3 separate regions of the Sus scrofa genome follow, and regions 2 and 3 are each linked to region 1. A link is a contact called in public Hi-C and promoter capture Hi-C data. All regions are on one chromosome and are shown on one strand. The core of a region is the stretch at or near the end of the contact, and the rest is flanking DNA. Distances in the headings are between cores, read along the strand shown.

Region 1 (4,137 bases), core at 673-3,172:
ATCTCAAGGAGTTCAATGAAGTCAATTTGTTTCTGCTGCCCTATGCTGTTTTATTTGAGGTGGGGATGGGGCAAGGCAGATCTGACAGTTTCCCTTAAGGAAATGCTCCCGGTTATGCTGCATTAAACAAAAAATTTAAGAAATCTTGACTTAGAGGACTACATCGCATTGGGATCCTTAAAATTCCATCCCTCGGCTTATTTTTGTTTTATGGAAAGGCATTGCAACAAATAGAGATATATCTTCTTGCCCAAGTGGAAGGTGTTAGGTTTAATGTGGATTACAAATGAAATCTAAAAGCTAGTTAAAGGCATAAGCAGAATGGGTCAGCTGCCACCTTTTTCTGATAATGCTTCTTGGGAATCATATTTGAATTGATTTACAAACATATTTGAGCATTGCTTTGGTACTCACTGTTGAGATCATGCAAAGAGAGGAAGAAAGAAAGTAAGGAAGGAAAAAACGAGGTATCAGTATCTGATAGCATAAGGAATCAGAAGAAGGGGGAGGAGGATAAAGAGAGAAAGGAGGGAATAAAAAGAAAGGAACCGCACCATTACCAAGCCCAAACCCAATTTTGATTAAGAAGAGCGGTGCCTAACTGTGGAAAAGCTTAACATCTCAATTAAAGCAACCCCTTAGAATGTGTCAAAAATGGGACAAAACCCTTAATTTTTTTTTCTTTCTGGGAAATATTTTCTCCCCTGTTTCCGTTAACACGGAGAGGTAAGATTTCATTTACTGGAGCAAATGTTTTTGAACAGATTTGACTTGCTTTGCTTTCCTGACAGTGTGTCCTGTTCTGTTAGAAACTCACAGTACAGACTTTTGGGAAGGGACAAGAGACATCAGCAAACCAAAACGCGGAGAGGAGCAGCCATTTCTTACTATGCTAATCTTTTAACTTGTTCACTCTGTGAGTGTGTGTGTGTGCGTGCTCGTGCGCGCGCCTGTCTTACTGTTTCAGTGCAGTACCCTAACACATGGCTACTATGTTCTGACCTGGAGGAGCCAAAGTCGGTAGCTTTGTGACAATTATTATTTCTCTTTTTACTCTGTTTCGATGTATTGCTTCTTGAAAAGTGGCTTTAAAATGCTCGGATTTAAACAAAGAAATCCCTTTATCAAAGCCTGGAGTGTTAGCAGGAGTACTCTTCAACTTACCAGGGCAGAGATTGAGGAGGGGGTAAGAGCACCTTGGAGACTCGGTTTTCTACAGGCGGTAGACATTCATTTGGTAATCAAGGACATACTGCTGGATTTAAGAGATCAAGAACATGTCAGGAGCCGAAAGGAGTTCCAGGTTGTGAGAGAGGAAGGCGGCCATTCCTAACAAAATAACTAAAGATGCCCCCATAAGTATGAAATTTGTGAATTTTTATTTACATATTTGCTCCTAGAGGGCATCTGGAAAATGGGTGTAGACTTGTTCTAAATCACTGGTTCTGTTAGCAATCTGGGCAGGAGGGAAAAATCTTTGGGGCTAGGCCTTTTCAAAGCGGGGGCGTTATTCTCATTACCATTTTTTCTCTCCTTCCCTAGACCTAGAGAGCAGATCTTTACTCCTCCTCCCCTCCGCGCGCATCCCCTTTCTCCACCCTCAGTGAGCACGTCCACTTTAAGAACCGGAGGACGTCTCTCCTTTTCTCCTCCCAGTCCCCCGCCCTTCACACCTTGGGTGGGAAAAGAGAGTGGGGCGGGGTGGCCGGATAAGCGAGAGGGGCGGGATCATGACTAGCGCTCCAATGGGCGTCCAGGCTGTCTGCCGTGAACCTCGGTAGCCAATAAGCAGCAGGCGGGGGGGCGTGGCGGGGCACTGTTGCAAAGCGTCCAACGTGGGCCGGCAGGAGGCCGTGGGGCTTGGAGCCCAGGGGGTGTGTGAGGGCGAGAGGCCGGGGGCGGGGCCTCTGGGACCGGCCGGGGTTGGGCCGCGGGGAGGCGAACGGCGAGCGGCTGATTGTTCGGCCGCGAGGTCTGCAGGGTTCTCGTTGCGCGGAGGTGCCGTGCCGAGCCCGGAACTGCGCGCGCTCCCTTTGCCTTCGGCGCTGGGACAGCTAGGCGCACGGGGCCCTTGGAGCAGTGTGGGGGTGGACGTGCCGTCCAGTCAGGGGTCTGCAGCCAGGCGCTCGAAGCCGCAAGGAAGATGCCTACGGGCGCAGAGCTCCGGTTGTGAGCCTGAGCGCCTTCCTTGCAGGGGCGGCGGCGGCACTTGGCGTGTGCGGGGACCCCGGAGCCTGGACAGAAGCGCGGCGGGAGGACGAGGAGTGCCGGCCGAACCCCTTGCCCGGATCATTGAGGTTCACAACGAGCACGGGCGGGTCAGCCCGGATGGGCGCGGGGTTCTCTGTCCCCTCCGGGCGTTTCGGAGCGGCCCGGGCACTGGGGGCCCGCTGAGTGCCGGAGTCGCCGCCGCTGCGGAGTGAACTTGTGCCGGCCGCCATGCCCCGGCGCGGAGCGTAGTGCCGAGCAGAGTCCCCTCAGGCCCGCCAGTGCTTGCGGTCGCCCCAGACCTCGCAGCCCCCGCGCCCGGAGTTCTCAGCGCGCTCCAGACAAGATGGCGCGGCCGGTCCGGGGAGCGCTCGGGGCCCCGCGCAGTTCGCCTTGTCCTCTTCTCCGGCTGCTTCTGCTGCTGCTGCTTCTCGGGCTGGAGCCCGCATCGGCTGCGGCCGGCCCGCGGGCGCCCTGCACTGCCGCCTGCGCTTGCGCTGGGGACTCGCTGGACTGCGGCGGGCGGGGGCTGGCAGCGCTGCCAGGAGACCTGCCCGCCTGGACGCGGAGCCTGTGAGTACCGCCCTTTCCGCCCTCCCCGCGCCCCCCGGGCGCTGTCACTTGGGACGGGGCGGCGGGGTTGTTCCCCCGGGAGAGGAGTTGCGGGTTGAGTTGCTTGTGTGTGAAGTTGAATGAGCTGGAAAATGTTAGCGTGAGCTCCCCTTCGGGGGTCCAGAGGGGAGAGGGCGTGCGTGAGAACTTGTCTGGATGGGGAAAGTGTGCGTTTCGCTAGGGTCTGGTGCTGCGCGAGTCGGAGTTTTGGAGGTGTGGAGGAGGAAAGTGTACCTCGTTGGGAAGGATCTGATCGAGCGTGGGTCAAGGGGTCTTAGGGAGAGTGGATGTGGGTCTTGAGGTTCTGGAGGGAAGAGAAGTGTCGTGGGGGTCTGGAGGTGAGCGAGCATGGCTCTCGTGAGGGCGATCTGGGAGGTGGTAAGTAAGAGAATGTGAGTGAAGACTGTGGAGGTAAGGGGAATGTGTGTGGGTGGAGAGTGGGAAACATCTGGCGGGGAGAGTGTGAGGAAGTGTGTCTGGGGGTGTTTCTTTTTTCCTCTCCCGTAACTCAACTCTCTGGTGTGTGAGCTGCTTGGCCTTACAGCGGATAATGAATGGAGGTGACTTTTGGCTCCAGTCTTGTATTTACATTATTTATTAGTGAGAGCGTGTGTAGCCGCCTCATCATCCCCCAGGACCTTGGTGGCCTGACTTGGCTCTGGCCCCTGGCAGAAGGCAGTTTTCCTGGAGGATCCCCGAGTTAGGGGGCTCTGAATGTTCTGGGGGTCGGTAACTGCTGGAAGTTTGTCCTTTTCCGCCTGGTTGGCATTTGAGGGAACTGTGTCCCAGACCCTTCCTGTCTGTTCTCTAGGGGACCATTTGGGCTTGAGATGTAGTGGAGTGGAGTGGGGTCCACCCTCTAGCATTTCTTCTCTATAAATGGTGCAAATTAGTTTTGGAGTAGTGCTCCTTCTGGAGAGGGTGCCAGAGACTGGGTTGACAGAGTGAGATTAACCTAGCTCTTCTCTGATGTCAGGATTTTGGCCTATGTAGACTTAGTGGGACACTTCTTACGGGAGTTTCAGCAGGAAAAAAATACGTTAAATTTCTGTAAACAAGGGAGAATAATATAGCCTTTTACAATTTCTAACAAATCTGGTCCAGGAGTCAGAATCCTGTCCGGTTATCAGTAATTAGCATCTCTGCAGAACTGTTAGTACCTTGCAGAAGAGGCCTAGTTTGAACAGTCTGCTTTTCAGTTGAATAATTGAACCTCTTTCCTAGGACATAGAAGAGGCACAGTAGTAACCTCTGTCATGGCATTCAGCATTCAAAAAAGAGAGAAAACTGGTGACACAAGTTTGAACCAACACCTGT
Region 2 (4,157 bases), core at 778-3,277, 280 kb after region 1:
AAGGGCAATCACACTTCCCAAGAGGCAGAATATATGACAAATAAACTGCATGCTAAATGAATAAAATGATTTGCCTGTAGCTGGAGTGATCTAACTTCCTTGAAACTCTACCCATTGATCCTAATTTGACCCTCTGTAACTACGTTGAAAGAAAGAAGTCTGCATGTGTACCATTTCTTTTGGGGGGGGGGCACCCATGGGATGTGGAAATTCTGGGGCCAGAGACGGAACCTGCACCACCACAGTAATAACCCCCTGTGCCACAAAAGAACTATTTACCGTTCTTTAATAAAATGATTATTTTTCCTGCTTTTTAGGGTCACATGTTCGGCATATGGAGGTTCCCAGGCTAGGGCTCAAATCAGAGCTGCAGCTGCCAGCCTATGCCACAGCCACGCAGGATCCAAGACTCCTCTGGGACCTACACTGCAGCTCATGGCAACGCCAGATACTTAACCCACTGAGACAGGCCAGGGATTGAACCCTAGTCCTTATGGATACTAGTCGGATTCATTACCACAGAATTGCCACAAAAAGAACTCCAATAAAATAAACTTTAAATAAAATTTAAAACCATTGTTCTTTTGTTAACACTGACATTCGCCTGTTTTTAGCAACTGCCAGACAGTTTCAACAAGCTTCAGTGAGCAGTAAAGGGCATGGAATCCCATGTTACACTGCCTGAGCTCCAACACTTACATACACCAAAGGATCTTACTTGTGTGACTTTGGACAAATTAACTCATATACTATTCCTCACTCCCCTCATCTGGAAAACTGGATAAGATTTCAATGGTTTGTCAGAGTTAAATGAAATGACGTATGTAAAGAGCTTACCCCAGTTCCCAGCAGAGCGACTGTCACAAGTACTACCAGCTTAACAGGAAAATGCCTTCAAAGTAATGCACTTCTAATACCTAGTTTACACAAATCCGAGCAAATCTAGATTTAAAACCATCATTCCACAAGCCTGGGTAACATACCCCTTCCACATCTTTCCCTAACACTCTGAAACTAACCCTCAAATCATTTATGATAACAATCATTTCACTATTCTGCCTCCACCACCCGTGCAGATCTATTTTGATCACCATGTTATCTCCAACACCTGCAAAAACACTTCATAATTAAATGAAGAAATTCCTCTAGATCTCCATTTCTCAGAAGTTTTGAAAAGGCATGTTATCTTCTGCCTCTGCCCACTCCCCTAGAATGAAAACACAAGCAGCCAATTTCTGTCTGGTTCACTTCTGTGTCCAGTATGCCCTACTGGACCTGTTGTAAGAACGGTTTCAAAATATTAAAGGATTTCTTTTTGGGTTTTGAAGTTAAGATACGTTGAATCTCGTTGTTTTCTAAGGAATTACACACCACTGACTTGCTGGCTCCACAGCACAGCTATTTGCGCTTATTAGTATACCCAAAGCCTAGAAGAACGCTTGGAAGTAGAATAAGTAGATTAATTATGTATTGGATGAATGGATCCGTCATTTTCCAAAACTGAAAAAAGATACAACGAAATGTATCTACCCCTACCCCACTCCCCCCACCCCGTCTCTTTCTGGCATAGGGGTAGGAAATATAGAACTGTGACACGAGGCCCAGTGTGGCCCAGGAACCGCGCGCTTCCTCCCACAACCGGTGACCGGGGACGATTCAGCGCGCAAAACCGGAAGAAGGTGCTAGAGCAGAGCAGTCACCACGGGCTCCAGCACAGGACTCCCGCACTCTGAGCGCCCCTCCCTACCGCCCCGTACTCACCACCAGCGAGGCTGTGAACCCAGGTTGGTCCATGGCCTCAAAGACTCAGTCAGGCCTATAATTCAAAGCTGAGCAGAGGCAGGTCGCGGCCCGCGGCACTGGAGCCGCCATGTTGGGGGCGGGGCGTGTAACGCAGGCCCTTCAGTGGCCACGTGAGACAGAACCACAACAACTACACGTGCAACTGGGGAAGCTGGGCCGAAGGGGAACCAGGAAGGAAGGGAGGATCCTGGAAAGTGTGGTGGAGCCAAATCTCGCGACTCTTCTCTGCCTCCATTTCGTAACGCTTCTGAGTAGGCTAAATAGAGGAACTCTCGCGAGCCAATGAGCGTGGGCAAGGCGCACGGAGCCATCCAGTGAGAGCATAGTGAAGCCAAAGTGTAAACCCAAAAGAGGCGTGGCCATAGTGGGAGGCGGGGCCGTGGAGCAGCCGGACTAGTTTCAAGTGAAAGGCCAGTCGTTTCTAGTAGATTTTTTTATTTTGGCTTTACCTCTTCGTTTAATCTGTAGAAATTTTGTTTGAACTGCCATTAAACAGACTCGTTATCAGGAAATTATTAAATATAGAAAAATGTTTCAAAAGTTTCCTTGCACAGCTAAAAATTATCATCTAAGGGCAGTTTTGCACTTAAAATTATATACTTTGCGTTATTTACTTGTTCATCTTGCTCGCTGTGATACCAGTTGCACACCTCGAAGATCACTTTATTTAAATACTTGATAAAAGACTTCTCGAAGTAGACCTGCCTTTACATTTATTAAATACTTTCTAAGTTTCCTTCTATTAAGGGCCACCTACATCTCAGATGTGATGCTTCAATACAACCACTTTATAAGATAAGCACCATTACCATTCTTATTTTACAGAAGCTCTGATGCTCCAAAGAGGTTCAGTAGCCGACCCAATCTTTAAGTTTTACCTAATGTCCTTGTCATCTTTCTTTAAAACACCTGCAACTGCCTTAGCACGCTCTTTGTCTGCTTTTCTTCAATCTGTTCTTCATACCACTACTAGAATCTTCTAGTTGCTATTCTCTTCTAGTTGAGATGATCTAGAAGTGATGAGCAGAATACTTTTACGGTTTAAATTCTGAACCCCAAGGAATCTGGAAGTGGCTTACGTGAGTGGTTCTGGTATTGACCAGGATTTATGGATTTTTTTAATCAAAAGAAATTGATAAGAGGCCAGCAAGAAACTTGGTAGGCTTTATTAGCACTGTGCTATAGCATGAGGCAGTGTAAACAAGTAACAGGTGCCCTTGCTTGCTGGGGAAGTCAGGGTGGAGCTGGCCCCTTATGTGGGGTGAGGGTAGGGGCAGGTCCAGGGGCCAGGCCTGAGAGATGGCTTGGGTAGTTTGGTGGTGGTTTGTGCAGGGTTCATGGGTCATACCCTGCTTTTGCTCCTGACTCCTGAGAAGTGGCAATTGGGTTTTGGTCTTCTTGTATCTTGTTCATAATTTGCCAAAGTTGCTCATGCATACAGTTATTTTTAGTCCCTTATAGTTTCTTTGTTATCTTGTTACTCTAGAAGAGGTTTGTCCAGGTGCAACCACTGCAGCAAAGTGTCCCAAGTCCCAACCTGTCTCAGTTCAGTCTCGGGGTCTCTTTGATGAGGTTGCAGTCAAGGCATCAACTCTCGGGCTTTATCTAAAGAAGTGATTTCGTCTGGAAGATCCACCTCCCAAATGGCTTATTTCCATGGCTGCCAAATTAGTACTAGCTATTGGCAGGTGGTCTCCGTTCTTCATCACAGAGACCCCTCCACAGGGTTGCTTGAGTGATCTCATGATGCGGCAGCTGGTTTCCCCAGAGTCCGTGATCTAAGAGAGAGCAAGACATAAATGTTATGTTCCATTATACAAAGGTAAAAGCTTCATCAGGTATTCTCACTACAAACCCTTCAGGAAATACAAATATTACAAACATGACCTGGGGCCTCCTTTTCATGAAATGCTAATGGAAAGATCCATTATCATTTGTACATGCCTTCTAAATGGCGTATTTCAATGCATTCTCATTGTCACCACATGCAGACAGAGTAAATATTCGCAAATCTTCTATTGTAAAAGATATAGAAAATCAGGTAAGTACTAGTTTGCATTAGATGTGTGAAATTATTATATTGTCTTTCTCAAATCTACCACTCTAGGCCAAGTTTACTTTTAAACAAATTCTGAAATATTAGTAATTCTTATAAAAATTAGCATGAGGTCAAAAACAATACATCAAAAGCCAAATTAGGTCCAGATTAGGGGAAATAAAGGACATATTCTTGAGCCAGAACTAGACCCAAGCTTCAAGTTACCATTACTGATCTAATTGAAAAATAAAGTAATAGAATTATTTTCAACTAAAATATTCATTGAAGTATCTTAACCCATCTGCAAAGGATAGCA
Region 3 (4,110 bases), core at 1,311-3,810, 300 kb before region 1:
ATAAGTTTAATGTCTAAATGTTGATTTGAGATATTTACACATTGTGGTATGATTACAATTGTAGCATTAGCTAACACCTCTATCACATAATTATCATTTATTTTTGTGGTGAGAATAATTAAGTTCTAGTCTCTTAGCAATTCTGAAGTTTATAGGACAGTATTGTTACTTAGAATCACTGTACTGTGCATTTGATCTCCAGGACTTACCTATGAGTTGCAAGTTTATACTTTCAAATAATATGTCCCCAGTTTCTTCACCCACAACCCCCAGTAACCACCATTCTATTCTGTTTGGGGGAGGTCAAATTTTTTAGATTCTGCATATATACAAGACATACAGCATTTGTCTTTCCCTGATTGACTTGTCTCATCTAGTACAATGCCCTCAGGTCCATCCATGTTGTTGCAAATGGCAAGATTTCCATCTTTCTCATGCTTGAATAATATTCTATTACATACATATACCACATCTTTTTTATCCATTTATCCTTTGTTGGATACTTAGATTGTTTCTACCTGAGCTAATCTAATAGCTTAGATTTATCTTGGCTATTGTGAATAATGCTTCAGTGAGCATGGGGGTGCAGACATCTCTTCAATATCCTGTTTTCATTTCCTTTGGCTATATACTCAGAAGTGGAGCTGCTGAATCATATGGTAGCTCTGTTTTTGATTCTTTGAGAACCACCATACTGTTTCTTTAATGGCTGGACCAGTTTACATTTCCACAAACAGTGCACAAAGTTTCCCTTTTCTCCAATATTGTTAACACTTGTTCTCTCTTACCTTCTTGATGATAGCCTTTCGCAGATGTGAAGTGATATCTCATTGTCATTTTAATTTGCACTTCATGTGATTAGTGGTGGGTTGAGCATCTTTCCATGTACCTGTTGGCCTTTTGGATATCCTCTTTGAAAACATGTCTGTTTAGTTCCTCTGAGCATTTTTAAATCAGATTGTTTGGCTTTTTGTTGTTGTTATTGTGTTGTAGGAGTTCTTTATAAATTTCAGATATTAGTCCCTTATCCAATATATAATTTGCAAATATTGATTTTTTAGGAAAAATAGAAGACAGCATATTCTATCAAGGTAGTGAGGAACATGTCTGTAATTTGATAAACAAGCTATGTCTGTGTTCAGATATACAACTTAGGATGTTGCATTTGGGTAATGTTAACTGGAACTCTGGCAAAACTTGAAAATCCCATTGTCCTAACAATGATGATTTCTACCTAGTATATGGTAGAATGTAGACCAGGAGACATCTCCTTCTTACATCGTGGCCTTCAAAGTTACCACAGCTTTGGAAGAAGCAAGTAGAGGAGGCTCACCCGCTCTTAACAACCTTGATCCAAATACAAGCAGCTTTTGTGCATAGATCATGGGTCAGAACTAGTTACGTGACCCTAACCTAATTGCAAGGGAACCTGGGAAATACAAGGGAAGAAATAGAATATTTGGTGAGTAGAAACTATTTCAGTCACAGGTGCCATTATAAGACAAACATGGCCATCTTCACTTTTTATATTATTTGCCTGGCTACAGAAGACAATTGAACTTGCCACTCTAGCATATGCAATGGTTGCAAAGTCAGAAGACCTGTGTTCTAGTTTTGTTCTTTCTTGAGCCAGAGAAATATAGGCAGAGGATTTTCCTTGCCTGGGCGATTCATCTCCTCCTACCACAGGGTAAGCAAAGAGATGTTTTTCTCTTTCCATCAAGAGCAGCAAGTTGTTCTAGGTTGAACTGGTTACATTTCTGACTTGGAAACTTTGAAACAGAACTTGAAGTCAAGCCAAGAAAAGAAAGGAGGAAAGAATTATTCTGATTAGGAACCCACAGATAATCAGTAGTAAGGCCTTCTCAATTTGTAGCACATAAACAAGATCTCATTTTCTATTTTCTATTTGGATCTACATAAACCCTAATGTATTCCAGAATTTGAAGGCTAATTCTCAGAAGATAGGCAAATGTCTGCACAAGTCCCATCAGCGGAGTGAATCCAGGTGTTGTTCTCTTGGAATGGAATTTCATCAAAAGCAGAGTGCAGCTTTGAGTTCAAAAGATCATCACGTCGATCAATACAGCTGGACACTGGACTCACTGGCCAGTCTGAGGGACTGAAGCCAGTGCTGGCTGCTGAGGTGAATGAGGCAATGTTTTTGTGACCTCCTCTTAAACAGGCTCCTGTGCACATAGGTGTGCACAGAGAAGGAGGGAGAGAGAAGTGAGCTGGGAAAACAGCCTGTGATGAGTGATGAGACTTTGTCAGTTCCACCTAACCTATACCGTTCATAAATCAGAGACTATTTCCTGATCTGAAAATCTGGATTTCCAACTTTGGTGATTATTTTTAGATAAGTTCTGTGAGGTTGCAAGTGGGGACTTGAATACACAATCAAAATCCCAGAGCAGATAAGCCATCTGTATATGCTCGGGGAAAGAGACGTGAATTTAATTTTATACTCTTTGAAAAAGAAGGAAGGTACAGTTGGCGGGCCCATAAAATATGTATGATGGTCAGGGTGGCAGAGACTCAAAGTCAGATAGAGAGTAGTTTACTCAGTGTCATCATCCTGCCTGGGGTCATCTTCTAAAGTTACATGAGCTTGGTCCCAGGGCCAAAATAACTCTGAAAAGAAAAAACTCTTTTCTCACAAAGATCACAGATTTGTTCTATGACTTATCATTATCAATACTGGAAGGTGTTTTTAAGATGTTTATTAAAATCAGGGAGATTTATTAGGCAATTAAATTCTTTGAGAACTACATGATCCCTTTCACCTAGGCTTTGCTTTGCTTCTTTCCAAAATCCAAAAGATTCTGACACCTCCATGATAATAAGACATCCCAAATAAAACCTTCTAACAGACCCTCAAGTGAAAATCAAACAGACCCTTAGAATTCATTTTTATCCTCAATTATACTAGGCAGTTAAGAAACTTTAAGTATGTATTCAGTGAGGTTAACACTGGACACTGAGTATTTAACAAATGAAGAGAGACTTTCCTTACATTTTCAGCTTTTTTCTTCTCTCCACCTGTTAACATAGTTATTATCTGGTTAAAGTATGGTTTTGTGATGGGTTCCTTGCTTTTAGATAGTCTCAATTTGTTACTGTCTATTTTCTAATACTAGTTATTAGTCTTTTCATTGACTGTGATATTGCTAACATCCTCACCCTAACTTTCTTTTTTGCTTAAATCAAGTGGCTTCTGTTGCTTGCCACCAGAACTTCTGTTAGGTACATTAACCATTCTCCCTGGTATTAGAGTTGTTTGTGTTTCTGTGTAGCTTCCCAAGGAGACTGTAACATGTTTCAGGATGAGTTAACCTAATCTCTGGCATACGTAATAATGCCCAGTTTAGGAGTTCAAATTGTGGCTCAGCGGGTTAAGAACCCACCATCGTGTCCATAAGGAGGCGGGTTCAATCCCTGGCCTTGCTCAGTGAGTTAAGATCTGATGTTGCTGCAAGCTGCAGCTCAGATCCAGTGTTGCTGTGGTATAGGCCTGCAGCTGCAGCTCCAATTCAACCCCTAGCCCAGGAACTTCCATATGCCACAGGTGAGGCCATAAAAAGAAAAAGAAATGCCCAGCATAGAATTGCACAGACAGTTAAAAGTGTGAAATTCACTGGAGCCCATCACCTTGGTTAAAATTCTAGCTTCTCTCTTTATGATCTCTATGCCCTTCAGTAATCTAACAGTTTTTCCAAGTCTTAGTTTCCTTGTGTAAACTCAAGAGCACCTAACTCCTGGCCCACTCTGTATTAGCTTAGTAGAATTAACCATTACAAACACATTTGACTCATTCTTTATTTAAATAAAGAATTTGCATTTCTATACCTTCTAGGAGATAGATTCTTTTCATGTTCCATTGTATGCAGGAGCATATTTTGCTGGTTTGAAAGAGTATGATGCATACAGTTTTCTAGCAATTTTCTTTGTTTCTTTTTACAGCATTGTCTGTGCTGTACTCTTGCTGATGGCTGCTAGATTTTAATTTATTTGTTTCCCTACTTGATAACATTAGTGATTCTGATTTCAGTTTTTCATTTGTTTTGCTTTTGTTTTTTTTCCCTAATGTAACATTGGTGAAGGATCCAG

Evidence for each region. Promoter capture Hi-C pulls out the DNA fragments that hold promoters and counts their contacts. Hi-C and Micro-C count contacts between places; a contact is called where the count stands out from the background.
Region 2: a Hi-C map of skeletal muscle shows a contact between it and region 1, with 4 times the contacts expected there. The contact joins the promoter of SLC25A26 here to the promoter of LRIG1 in region 1. A contact is called at or near these places in 1 of 5 promoter capture datasets (liver) and 2 of 47 Hi-C or Micro-C datasets (heart right ventricle and skeletal muscle).
Region 3: a contact with region 1 is called in a promoter capture Hi-C map of liver, with 3 times the contacts expected there. The contact joins the enhancer-like site here to the promoter of LRIG1 in region 1. A contact is called at or near these places in 2 of 5 promoter capture datasets (fetal skeletal muscle and liver), 9 of 47 Hi-C or Micro-C datasets (brain, embryonic fibroblasts, fibroblasts and 4 more) and 1 of 2 datasets of contacts at active chromatin or transcription factors (skeletal muscle).

Annotation. Positions count from the first base shown.
Region 1 is chr13:48,025,181-48,029,317 of Sscrofa11.1, reverse strand. It overlaps LRIG1 (leucine-rich repeats and immunoglobulin-like domains protein 1), which reads left to right and starts at 1,922. Exons shown (of 20, transcript XM_005669717.3): 1 at 1,922-2,781. The coding sequence starts at 2,555.
Region 2 is chr13:47,741,357-47,745,513 of Sscrofa11.1, reverse strand. SLC25A26 (S-adenosylmethionine mitochondrial carrier protein) reads right to left here and starts at 2,027. Exons shown (of 10, transcript XM_003358494.5): 1 at 1,762-2,027. The coding sequence starts at 1,794.
Region 3 is chr13:48,328,496-48,332,605 of Sscrofa11.1, reverse strand. No RefSeq gene overlaps it. Among named protein-coding and RNA genes, the nearest start is that of KBTBD8, 160 kb to the left of the region's middle. Within about 2 kb of position 2,560, at least 3 of the 83 cell types and tissues checked have an H3K27ac peak or open chromatin away from gene starts, as enhancers often do. A contact at or near this core is called in liver and omental adipose tissue, where this site is marked.